Linked DNA regions of Mus musculus: region 2 is linked to region 1. The links are chromatin contacts, called in public promoter capture Hi-C maps. All regions are on one chromosome and are shown on one strand. Each heading gives the region's core, a stretch centred on a gene start, on an enhancer-like site or on the middle of the called end of the contact. The rest is flanking DNA. Distances are from core to core; before and after follow the strand shown. Region 1 holds the start of Sf3b4 (splicing factor 3b, subunit 4). Region 2 holds the start of 4930481B07Rik (a long non-coding RNA gene).

Region 1 (6,390 bases), core at 1,797-4,296:
CTGTAAGTTAGGCCAACCAAGAGGACCCTGAGCGCCAGCAGTGAGACCAGGTTTTCTTCTGTAAGTAAAGGCAACAGAAGAATTTTAAGGAAATGTCTGAGCTGGGCGTGGTAGCGCACGCGTTAATCCCAGCACTCGGGAGGCAGAGGCAGGTGGATTTCTGAGTTCAAGGTCAAAAGAGAATTCCAGGACAGCCAGGGCTACACAGAGAAACCCTGTCTCAAAAAACAAAAAAACAAAAAAAAAACAAAAGAAGAAGAAAATGTCTGTGAATACCCTGGAAAAGTTACTCAGTGAAAGTAGATGAGTCCCTGAGTCAGTGACAGGAAGTGAGTGCAGTCTGAGCACTGGCTTGTGACCAATGACAAAAACATAAGCTAGACTTGCTCTGCAAAGTGGAGGACAGAACAGACAAAGCCCCAGAGTTGTAAACTGGGCTCCTACAAGTGAGAACTACTGAAGATGGTGTCAGAAAGAGGAAAGTTAAGTGTGGGTTGAGCAGTGGCCTTTTCTAGCCTGCCAAGAACCTAAGACCAGAGACCAATGGTAAATTAGCACCTTCACATTTAACACTACAGAGAAACAAAGAAAAGAGAAACAAGCAAAAAATCTACACAAACATAAAAAAAGGAGCCGATCCAGGTTGCTATGGTTGACATTAGAGAAATCTAGAAACACGCACGCCTTTAGTCCCAGCACTTGGGAGGCAGAGGCAAGAGGATCTCTGAGTTTGACACTGCCAGCTACACAGAGAACCCGTTTCTCAAAAAGCCAAAAGCAGAAATGTCTTCTAGATTTGGCAACCTTGGAAGCAGAGGAGAGGTTGAGAGTTTTGCCCAGTACAAGCTATCCTTTAGGAAATACAAGAACTGGAGATAAAACAGGAGCACCAACACGTACAAAGTACTGTCTGTTTCTGAAGAAAAGGAGGACTCTGGACTATTTTCATCCAAGACTACCAGGACAGACAGTAAGAAAGCCCCTCTCACAAGCTCAGCTCCTTCCCAGCACAGAGCCCTTACCTGGATGGGGCATCCCACCTGGTGGGAACGGGTGAGGATGTGAGTGTCCGTGACCGGGATGTCCAGCCCCTGGAGTCCCTGCTGCTGGGGGGCCATGTCCTCCAGCCCCAGGTGGCATAGGTGGTGGGGGCATGGCTGGGGGAATCCCAGGAGGGAGGGCCCCAGGAGGTGGCACTGGAGGTGGAAAAGAGCCAGGAGGCGGCATGCCTGTGTAAGAAATGGAAGACAGTTAATGTCTTGCAGAGCTCCAGCCTCCCCCCTGCAGGCTTCCCTTCAGCTTCACTCCATCTGCCAACTTCATCCGCCAACTTCATCCCTTCCACCAGCACGCCTCACTCCTGTCTCACTGCCCAACAACTTAGCAGCTTACTCTACCAGGGCTGCTTCTGCCTCCTGAGCCTCCCTCCCAAGAGCCTCACTGGCACAGTCTGAACTCCAAGCTGTACCTGGTGGAGGAAGCCCAGAACCCAGGGATGAAACCACGGGATTGGGGGCAGAGGGCGGAGGGGGTGCATCGGCAAACAGCTGGTGAGGGCGGTCAGCCTGGGACAGCGGGTTCTGGGCTGCCAGGAGTCTTTCAGCTGCTGAGCCATGGCGTTCACCCTTAGAGTCCTTCTTGAAGGCATAAGACACAGTGATAGGACGGTTACACAGGTACTGCCCGTTCATGGCCTCAATTGCTGCATCCGAAGCATCGAAGGAGGCAAAATTAATGAAGGCGTAACCCTTGGAGTTGCCTGTGTCAGGGTCCCGCATGATCTTGGGGGTCTGTAGGATGACTCCAAAGGCGCTGAAAGTATCGTAAAGCAGCTTTTCATCAATTTCTGGGTCCAGATTTCCAATGAAAATGTTGGCTCCCACATCCAGGTTTTTGTTGTGAGCTGAGGCCTTGTTCACCCGTATTGGCTTTCCATAGAGTTTGATCATGTTCATAATCTTAATGGCATAGTCGGCATCTTCCTCGCTCAGGAATTCAACAAAGCCATAGCCTGGGGAATCAATGAAAAAAACAAAACAAAACAAAAAACAAACAAACAAAAAAAACCCATCATTCAGGGGAAGAGACTCAAAATGAAACATTAACTCCCCAGCCTTCAAACACAAAGAACATAATAGATAATAGCTGGGCGACTGCACGTGCACGTGCTTTTAATGCCACCACTTCGTAGCAGAGGCAGGTGGAGCTCAAAGATCGTGACCAGCCTGGTCTACAGAGCAAGATCTAGGACAGCCAGGACTACACAGAGAATGGTTGAGAATGGTTCCAGAAACTAGAGCTAAGAGAAAATATTCCAGAAACTGGGAATTGAAGCTGAAGGAGAAAGCAATCTTTAGGTTGCTCATTCCAAAGGCGCTGTGCCTAGCGGCTGAGCCTCTTCGGGGCCGGTTAACCCTCTCCAGGGCTGATTCCTGCCCCGTACCCTACTCACCCTGGTGCTGGCCAGTGACTCTGTCCTTGGGCATGTGGGTGTTGACCACTGGCCCTGCCTGGAGAAAGAGCTCCCACAGCAGCGGCTCACTCACTTTCTCGTCCAGACCGCCCACGTACACCGTGGCATCTAAAGGGAAGAAGCAGGCGATGAGGAGTCGGCAGTGAAAAAGAAGACAAAAACCAAAAACCGTCGCCTAAAGCCCTGAAATTCCCTCTGCCACCATCATCTAGAAAATCTGCTACGTCTAATTTGGCATTCTTGCTGGTCCGGTACTCCCGGGAGGCTTTTGTCTTCTTGGTGGAGGGAGCTGATCTAGAAGCATCGCTTCTCACAGGCCTCGGCCTGCACCCGGCCTCGCGGCCAGCCAGGTGCCCAGAGGTCGGTGTCCCACCGGGGGGGATCTCGTCTACCACCCCAGGGGGAACGCTTCCGGCACTAATCTTCCCTCCACTTCCCTGCTCCTATCTTGGGCTCTTCTCTCCCAATTACCCTGATTCCGTTCGGAGATCGGTCCGGCAGCCATGGCGAAGGGGCTCCCGCCGTCTCTAAGCAGCAGCACCGCCCCCTGACCTCAGTTACAACTTCCACTTCCGGGCCAAGGCTCACGTTGGGCGGGGCCGGCGCCGGGGGGGGGGGGAGGAGCCGGAAGCGATCGCGGCCATCTTAGGGGTCGGAGTCTTGTCTTTCGGAAGGGAAAGGCGCTCTAGGGCTGCTGCTGTAGTCGGGGCGGAACGGATGTGCTCAGCCCGTCTCGACACAGTTAACTAAAGCCCCGGATGCTTCCAGACTGTTAGAGGCTCACACGGCTCCCCAAACGCACATTCAAGTGCAAAACCAGGCTTTGTACGTTCTGTGACGCAGAGTTGTGTCCTAAGTGCAGGGCCAGGACTGCCTTCTGGAGCGACCTATTATTTAGTGAGGTCCACGACGCTCGTGCAGACTCGCCCTCGGCCTAGACTTGAGCCTGAGGTATTTTGTTTTCCCCTAAGTGTCAAATCTCCGCTTATCTTGGGAAATCTGGGACACGAAACCGGGTTGGGTTGCGGGCTGGTATCGAAGCTTTAAGGAGCAGACATGGATCTCTTGAGTTAAAGGCCAGCCAGGTCTACAGAACGAGTTCCAGGACAGCCATGGCCACACAGAAAACCTGTCTCAAAAAACAGAGTTCCAGCTGGCCTAATAGACACATAGAGACCATGTCTCAAAAAAGGTGTGCGGACCCCTTCCCCCATATTTTATGTGTATTTCTTCCAGGCCACGCCTGACTTGGATCCTTTATTTCCTTACAATAATTTGGGTGTTTTTCTCAGTTCACACCCTCCCCTCCACCCCCACGGCTTTGCTGAGATCTTCATTCAACACAAGAAAATACCAGCAATGTGTAGAAATACTGTGCTTTAATGAACTCCTTAAATAGAAACGCTGCTATGAAAATATACAGTGGGAGGAGACGGTTTCTCCCTTATTCACCTCGTTCCCACAGAAGACTAAGAAAAGATTTCAAAGTAGTGTAGAGAGGTTGCGAATGAGGTCTCTAGGACATCATTGTTGGGACTGATGAAAAGGGTCTCTCATGTCACAGTTTTGACGGCCATCCAAAAGGTACAGAATTGCCTGGGAAAAGGGGCAATCACATTCTGAACTGGTCTTGTTTCTTAGTTTTCAAATCACAAGAAATGAAAATAGCCCCAGAAATCAAACAAATCGGGAGACCTTTAGGTTGGTAGCGCCACCATCTGCTACAGAAACGGGCCTTCTAAGTGAACTCTGCAGACTGGAATGCCAAAGCTGAGGCGTCAAGGTCAGACAGGAAGATGAGCAGAGACCCCTGCCCTGCCTCTGAGAACGACGCTAACAAACAGTTTCAGCAGATCTGAGAGAGGATGGTATTCGGATCTCTTTTCTTGCTCTGGTCCTCGGGAGATATTCTTGGTGTCCATTGTCTTAACAGTTCCTGAAGGTGAGAAAGCTCATCCTGAAGGGCAGAGACTGTGAGAGCTGAGGAGCCCATCTGGGGAGGGGCAAAGCGCACAGAGGAAGACTGTTACAGGGCTTGCTTCCTGGTTCCTTTTTTTTCCCCCTTTTCTGTTTTTTGTTTTGTTTGTTTTGTTTTTCCAGTTGGGTTTCTCTGTGTAGCCCTGTCTGTTCTGGAACTAGCTCAAACTCAGAGATCCACTTGCCTCTGCCTCCTGAGATCTAGGATTAAAAGGTATGCGCCACAACTACCCGGCTATTTTTCTACTAAGATCCTTGGTACTTCTAGAGTCTTAAGTGATCTTTCCCTTCTAACAGTGCTCTAGATTCTACATGATCCAAGCCACAGGCAGTTTTCTCACCATCTCCTATCCCAAGTGGGCCCAGTTTGAAAAATGCAATGCTACTCCCCAGTTCCTCCAGCCCTTTGCCTTTCCAGCTCATTCTCCCCCATCCAGTCTGTCTTCCCTTCTCACCTGGACCTCAGGCCTGCCCCTCAGGTAACAGCGTTTCCAGAACCTGATCTGTGGTCCCAGATATCCAGGCAGCAGTAGCCCGGGAGGTAAAGGGCAAGCTCCCCAATGTGAGGGGAGCCCCCATTCCTGGTCAGCTAGGCTTTCGGAGGATCTGGCAGGTCGAGGGAGCCAATGAGAAGAGACTGCCAGCAAGGAGGAGCTGTCTTGCCAAGGACAGAGCTGATTCAGTGGGGTCAGGGTCCCTCTAGAGAACAGCCACATAGAACTAGGGGGTCCAGGAACCATGAGGCTTTGCTAAAAGAGAAGAAGTCAACAGACAACTGAGAAGTGGGAAGGGATACCTAGCTGCCCCTGACTCATTGTTCCAGTGACAAACTGCGGCCCCCTCCCTCTGACCTCCCTTCTCCTCAGCAGACTAGGGTTTTGGGCTTACTGGGTTGATTTTAGAGAAACGTATAATATATGGACATGAACCAAAATGAATATCAAAAGAACATTGTCTGCTATTCTAGAACAACTGTCTTGCTGAAGGCTGGCTGCAAGTGACAGCTATAAAAGATAGTGGTGTCTTTCTCTGAGGGACTCGGATATCCTGTCATTCTCATCTAGTAGTGGGAACCTGAGAGAGTCAAGGGAGTTGAAGTGTAGGTATCTTACCTGCTGTCTAGAGAACCTGCTGTCTGGGCAATGCTCCGGATCGTAGCCAGGATTAAGGAACTGTGATATCTGTTCCTTGCTGTAGCGTAAATCCCAGTCCCAGACAGACAGATGTAAGTTAGCAGAGCTTCCAGCTAGGGGCTGGGAGTACTCAGGGGTGTAAACTTGTGTGTACGAGTTGAACTAAATAGAGGAAACAAAGAAACGGGTGATGGGTGCTTTGAGCTCAGGATTGGTTTTGTGGATAAAAGCACTTGCCATTGAGACTGAGGACCTGAGTTTGACTTCCCGGAACCTACACAAAGCCAGACACATAGCTCAGGGCCTGCCGTTTCAGTGCTACTACAGGATGCTGGGGGGGAAGAGACAGAAGAATCCCTAGAAGTTCCTGGTCCAGCCAGCCTGGAGTAAGCAGCAGACAAGCAACAGGGACTCTGTCTCAGTAGGTGGAAGGTGAGTACTGATGCCTGAGGTTGACCTCTGACCTCCACAGGACTATGACATATACACGGTCACGGTCACACGCATAAATGTGCACAAACTCAAAAATTTTAAACAAGGTTGGTTAAACCAGTTTGTGTCCCTGTCCTACACCTGGAACAAATTATAAACCTTACCTCCTATTTCTGGCATCACATACAAAACAAAAATCTGATCCTAAGAGTGAGCACCCACCCCACCCCCCCCAACCCCTTCCCCAAACCTCAAGCTTCCTAAACCAAGACCAAATTCCAAAGTTTGAAATGCTCAACAGGAACAAATTAAAAAGAGGTCACTGACCTGTCCACTCTTCTTCCCGCGCTCCCAGGGAGTGTTTCTCAGAAAGGT
Region 2 (6,390 bases), core at 1,427-3,926, 1.2 Mb after region 1:
CCTGATGCCCTCTTCAGGTGTGTCAGAAGACAGCTACAGTCTACTTATATATAATAATAAATCTTTGGGCCGGAGCGAGCAGGGACTGAGCAAGCGGAGTTGACCGGAGCGAGCAGAAGTCCTAAAATTCAATTCCCAACAACCACATGAAGGCTCACAACCATTTGTACAGCTATAGTGTACCCATATACATAAAATAAATAAATCAATCTTAAAAAAAATGTAGAAGCCTGCCACCCACTGGAACTGTAAGCCCAAGTAAACCCTCTCTAAGTTGCCACAGTCATGGTGTTTTTACCACAGCAATAGAAAAGTAACTAGTACAGTTTGGAACTTGCTATGTACCTGAGACTGGCCTTGAACTCTTGCTCCTTCTGCCTCCACCTCCCAGGTGTTAGGATTACAAGATTTCTTCCACTACATCTAGTTTGAAAAATATTTCTTAAACAAATGACTAGTACATCTAATTGAAGAACAAATTTCTATACAGAATTCTCTTGGCAAGGGAATCTGTAATTCACCACTTACTCTTTTGAATTCTCAAAATTTTAACTTCATTGCTTCTGACTTTGTGTAAATCAGTTAATCTAGCCTGCCTGTGCTTGTTTCCTTCTCTATAAAATGACCATACTAATACTTTCCTCTAGAGTTGTAAGGATTAATGAGAACATAAAGCTCTAATCACAATACATGTATATGAATAGTAATTATTAAACCTATAGAAAGACCCAGAGGAAAATATGGGAATGGAATATATTCAGTAGGGTTTTTTCTCCCTTGTTGGACTCAAGAGTTTCATGTATTCCGGGTGGAAATCAGACTCCCTATGGAGCCAAAAGTAGCTTTGAACTTGGTACTCCTGCCGCCACCTTCCAAGTGCTGGGATTATGAGCATAAAACCCGAACCCAAGTTTGTAAAATATAATCTACCAACGGAGCCACAGCCTCAGCTCTCCAGTAAAGAACTCTCGTTATTCAGAAAGAGTTCTGTGAGCTGCAGCACCTCTGAGAAATATGGCAGATGAGGCAAAGGTAGGGGCTGCATTTATCCCGTTGTTTGCTATCGCTATATAAATAGCACTCTGCCTTCTAAGCTTTTCATGCTCACAAAAATAATCTTGGCAGGTGGATATTATAGTTACCATTTTATTCATGAGACAATAGGTTTAGGGAGGTAGAACGATTTGTCTGATGTCATCATGTGGAATGTAGTGGTTCCAAGATTCCTCCCATACATAAGCCTGAATTTTTTGGATCCACTGCTATGGGAGTCCAAGGGGAGGTAACAGAGCCTTCTTTTAAAAGCTTTACCCAAACCTGGGCCTGATGGCGCAACAGTGTAGCCCTAGTTACTAGGCAGGCAGGACAACTTAGTGGAAACCCTGTCCCAAAAAGTGATAGGGTATAGAGTAGCTTCAGTGTTACGAGTGCACCTGCCAAGCGTGTGCGACTCCCAACGTCCAATAATCAGTATCGCCAAAACAAAACAAAAACACTCGCCAAGCTGCTATGTCGGTGGGCTGCTTGCTTGGACTGGGTGAAGCACTAGGTTCCACTCCGAACACTGCAAAAAGTGAAAATAAAACAGAAATTTAAAAACCCTTGTCATTTGAAACGGCTGCGGTCGCGGTGGGCGGCGGCGGCGCGGGGCCAGGGTAGAGAGCGCGCCAGGTGGCACACTGGGCCTGCAGATGGATCCAGCAAAAACCTGAGCCAGCGCAGGTGGGTGAGTGTCAAGGCAATTCGTCTCCCTGGCGACTCCGCCCCTTTTCCCACCTCCAAGGGGCGGGGCAGCAAAGCGCGGGAAAGCTCAACGGGAACAGTAATGCCAGCTCCCGTCAGGGGCGGAGAAAAGGGAGCTCTCTTAAATGGGAAATAGATCTGGGCTCCCTCCTTCTCTCGCGTAAGAAGCCTATCAGCATACTACCTTAAGCTCTCCTTGGTTGTGGCCCAGGCCACGCCAGCACTTCCCAACGTCACCTCCCCCACTTCCGGTCGCAGCGTGTCCCAGGTCTCAGGTCTCGGTGGTTCCGGTTTCTTTTACACTCGGAATCCCAAAGTCTGTCCAGCTCTCCCGCAGAGGGAGGGGCCGTGCGTGGTGCGTACGCCCAGAGGCAGGCGGACGCCAGAACCGCATCCATCCGGATTATAAAGCAGTTTAGACTGCGAGGAACCCCAGGCAATGGTCACCCCGATGACGTAATGTTTGGGGGTGGCACCTCATTTTGTGACCCCCAGCACCGCATCCGTTCGAGCGCGGCTTAGCCTGAGGAAACGGCACGAACACTTAAAACACCCAGGTTCCACACGGAGCCGACGAGGTTCCCCTAGACGCGCCGCCATACAGCTAGAGTTCCTAAGTTTGTAGATGTGAGGCACAGTGTCCAGCTTCGAGCGACCAATGGAGAGAGGATGGCTACGCTTCTGAGCTAGCTAGTCACCCCTCGCAACCCAAAGCGAAGACTAAGGCTGGCTTCTTGCTAAGCGACAGCGGCGGCGGCCAATGGCTTTCGGGCTGCTCAGACAGGGCAGGTGGACTCCGGAGCAGCCAATGGGGAGAACCTTCTCCACAGGGCCCAGGCCCTTTGTCCAATAGTGATGAGAAGACTATGAGGGGCCAGTTCCGAGCGGGGTATGGAGGGCCAATCCCATACGGGACTGGGTGGGGCTCACAGTTGAATGACAGGTCCATTAGCCAATGGCGAGTATGAAAGCGGGCAGCCCGGACTAGGAGCACGGAGGGAGCTGAGGGAGAGGGGAGGCCGAAGCGGAGAGAAGCAGGAAGTAGCGGCGGCCGCGGGGAGGGCGGCGGCGGCGGTAGCGGCGGTGGCGGCTGGAACCGGGAGGAGGCCGTAGGGTCTCAGCCCGCACCAGGATCGGAACAAGTAAGCACGCTCGCGGCAAATACCCGCCCCTGGCTCCGCCCCCCGGGGGGGCGGGTAAATACCCCTGCCCCTCCCCCACTTGGTCAACTACCCCCTTCTCCGTGCCGCCGCCCCCTGGGGCGGCTGCTGGCCTGGCCGGGTCGCCGCCTTCTTCTTCGAGGACCACCGGTGGGAACTCCAGTTTGCTGGAAGCACGGCCCCCTAGCCTGGTAACGTGGGAGGGGGTTCCTGGACCCCTAAGTCCTGGCGCTCTTAGACTGAGAGGCAGTCAGAGTGCGGCCGGGGGACTCGAGGCTGCGGGATGTCGCGACCTAAAATGGTGTCCGTGCCGGGCGGTGGGGGCGGGGGAATTGGGCCCAGCAGGAGAGGAGCCTGCATCCCGACCGGGTGCTGGTCAGCGTCCGGACCCAGGCAGGACTCAGGCTAGCGCCTCGATCCTGGCGAGCTCCTTGCAGTCACTCGGGTCTGGGGAGAGCCTCTGGGGGTCAGAGACAGGGCAAGCTGCCCGGCGCGCAGAGATGAAGGGGACCAGGTTCGAGTCTGGACTGACCTGGCTGCAGAGCTTAGAATCACGCAGGGACCGCCCCCTCTTGTGTCTCCACTCCCCTCGCGCCACTCCCCACTGCCGGGGAGTCCTGGCCCCCAATGTGCAGCGCCGCAGATCCTAAGGGCCTGGCCTCACCGAGGCCCTCCCTTGAGTTCTTAGCCGGTGAAAGTGAAAGAAGCACCACTCGCCTCAGTTTACCCTTTAGTTTTTAAATGTACTTCTTGTCCCCTACCCGAAACCCCGGACTTACTTTCCGCGCCAGTCCCTGGCAGATGGCAGGGACTTAAATGCCGCCCGCTGCCCAGCTTGGCCGCAACCTAATCGCCCCTGGCCGTGCTCTGGCCCCTTCCTTTTGCTCTGCGCTGTAGGCCTTGGGCAAAGGGCAATGGAGCCCCCACCCTACCGGTGTCTGTTCACCCTTTTCTTGTTAAGCCCCCTTTGCTTTTGAAGAACAGAGGGGGAAAGTAGGTAGGGAGATGGCAGCTCCACAGGCCTGGCGGCTGAGTGGAGGATCTTCATTGGCCTTAAGCCTCTGTGTTTGGCCCACTGTCTGCTCCAGGTGGCTATCGGATGACCTCCAAGTCACTTGCACGCCAGAGGGAGGTGGTTGGGAGAGGTAGGTTCGCAGGTGTTTTCTTAGTCCCCATTGGTTTGTACTCCACCGACCCACCCTGCTGGGAGCTTGAGTGGGAAGGTAGCCCAGGCTTCCCGACCCGGGAGAGCTGAATTGAAGAGGGACCTAGCGATTCATCTGGGTTAAAACTAAGGGCTTTGTTCAAACCCAGAATGTGCAGAATTAAATAGAGGGGTAATGTACAAGGAGGACTACCCTTTCTTCCTCTAGTTGGTACCCTTGTCCCCCACCCCCACCTTGGTCCGGGCAATGCCAGCCGCCACCTGCTGGGACTATCTCCAGTTACAGTCTGAAGGCTGGAAAGAGGTGAGAGAATTGGCCCTGGGAAATGGCTTGCATCCTGGGCAGGGAATGTATAAAGGGGAGCGAATTTGTCCCTATGTTGAGTCTTCCTAGATACAGAATTACTTATGGTTAAGAACAGATAGAGGATAGAGTTTGGGTCTCCTACAGTCTCTGAGCTGGCCTCCTTGTTGCTTTAGTGACACATAAGTCTTTTGGGAATACCCCTCCCCAATCCTCCCTGGGCCAGATTAAGGTTGGGGGAGACTTCTAGGCTACTGTTACCCAAGAAGGTGGAGTTTGAGTTGGAGGGTAGACTGTGTGAGGAGCTTAGAGCAGAAATGTCAGTGGAAAGGAGGAGCTTTCTCCCAGTGTGGAAGCTATGTTGGACCAGCTTGTGCCCTGGAGTCTTAACCCTGAGAGAGCAAGGTGGAGGAGGGAGGACACTCTGGGGAAGGTGAGCAAGCCGCAGGTGTTTGTGACAGGAGAGGACTCAGCCAGGGCCCTTGTGACTATGCCCCCCTCCACCTCTTTCTGTGTCTTAATTCTTTCTACCTTGAATGTTTCTCCTTGCTCACCGTGCTAGGGCTTTGGGTGCCAGGCTCCAGATCTTTCACATATGGCTTTAGCTGACCTCTGACTCTTAGCTCTGGCCCTAGCCCTAGGTGGCCCTAGGTGGCCTCCTTCCCAGTGCAGCCCGCTCCTGCTTGACCTCATGTCCTAATTTGGCCTGCATTAGTACATTGTATTCTGTGTTTACACTCACACATATGATTTCATGTTTGTGGAAGAACTTTGATAAATGGGTTACTTGTCCACTCTTTGAACCAGCAAAAGTAAGGCAATGAAGTAACTTGCTTGAAGGACGGTGATAACGCTAAAGGCAGAGCAAGTTAAGTTTTAGCCGTAATCACTGCTCTTGTGTGTAAATGGCCTTTCAGATCTCTGTGGACCCCCAATTCATATTTCATGAATAATACTGATCCCATGCTGACGCAAGCCCTGAAACCCAGAGCAGTATGTCTGCCATCCTCCTTGATATTCTGTTGGTTAATTGGTTCTGTGTGAGACACAGGAACAGTTAGTTTATCTGGTTTCAACGGAGATGATCTCTGAGAACCTTCAGCTTCTCTTTTCTTTGTATTTCTAAGAATCTCTTTCTAGTTTTCTCTGGCAGTACCTAGTGTTTTCCCACTAACCTGATTTTAGGGTTTGGCACACTGAATACTTCAAGCAGCTCTCTAGGATTCACAATATGGTGGAGATGTACCAAGTTGGAGGGATAAATACAGAGGGATAAATGCAGAGTATTGAGAAGGGGGTGTTCAGGGTCTAGATATGGGGATCCCAATTTCTCTTTACTCTTACTGTTTTCATTAGGTCTGGGACCTGTCACTATGGGGGACATGAAGACCCCTGATTTCGATGACCTCCTTGCTGCTTTTGACATCCCTGACATTGATGCAAATGAAGCCATTCACTCTGGGCCAGAAGAAAATGAGGGACCAGGAGGCCAAGGGAAGCCAGAACCCAGTGTAGGAGGAGATTCTAAAGACAGAGAAGAAGCAGCAGCCGCTGAGAATGACCCTGAGAGTCCAGCTGAGGCCTCTGATCATGGCCTTCCACAACCACCGGATACTTCTACAGTCAGCGTCATTGTCAAGAACACAGTGTGTCCAGAGCAGTCCGAGAGCCTGACTGGGGATTCAGGAGAGGAAGAGACCAAGGCTGGGGGTATAACTAAGGAAGGACCTGTGGGGTCTTGTCTGATGCAGAATGGGTTTGGGGGTCCTGAGCCCTCTCTCTCAGAAAACCCCCATTCTTCAGCACATGCCAGTGGGAATGCCTGGAAAGACAAAGCTGTGGAAGGCAAAACATGCTTGGACCTCTTTGCTCATTTTGGGTCTGAACCAGGAGACCACCCAGATCCCCTACCTCCAGAACCTTCCCAACCTCGGGGTGGTGACATGGCCCCACCTCCTTTCTCCACTCCTTTTGAACTGGCCCCAGAAAATGGCTCAACCCTGCTTCCTCCTGCTTCA

What was found. Capture Hi-C pulls out chosen DNA fragments and counts their contacts.
Region 2: a promoter capture Hi-C map of liver shows a contact between it and region 1, with 2.8 times the contacts expected there. The contact joins the promoter of 4930481B07Rik here to the promoter of Sf3b4 in region 1. A contact is called at or near these places in 3 of 39 promoter capture datasets (liver and pre-B cells), 1 of 484 Hi-C or Micro-C datasets (uterus), 1 of 115 datasets of contacts at active chromatin or transcription factors (microglia) and 1 of 9 other capture datasets (liver).

The regions. Positions count from the first base shown.
Region 1 is chr3:96,169,162-96,175,551 of GRCm38.p6, reverse strand. Sf3b4 (splicing factor 3b, subunit 4) reads right to left here and starts at 3,046. Exons shown (of 6, transcript NM_153053.4): 1 at 2,945-3,046; 2 at 2,453-2,581; 3 at 1,469-2,011; 4 at 1,023-1,229. The coding sequence starts at 2,978. Mtmr11 (myotubularin related protein 11) reads right to left here. Exons shown (of 17, transcript NM_181409.3): 14 at 6,343-6,390; 15 at 5,563-5,745; 16 at 4,906-5,199; 17 at 3,834-4,466. The coding sequence ends at 4,320.
Region 2 is chr3:95,011,815-95,018,204 of GRCm38.p6, reverse strand. 4930481B07Rik (a long non-coding RNA gene) reads right to left here and starts at 2,676. Exons shown (of 2, transcript XR_003954670.1): 1 at 1,928-2,676; 2 at 1-1,564. Zfp687 (zinc finger protein 687) reads left to right here and starts at 2,748. Exons shown (of 9, transcript NM_001357863.1): 1 at 2,748-2,885; 2 at 5,729-6,390. The coding sequence starts at 5,746.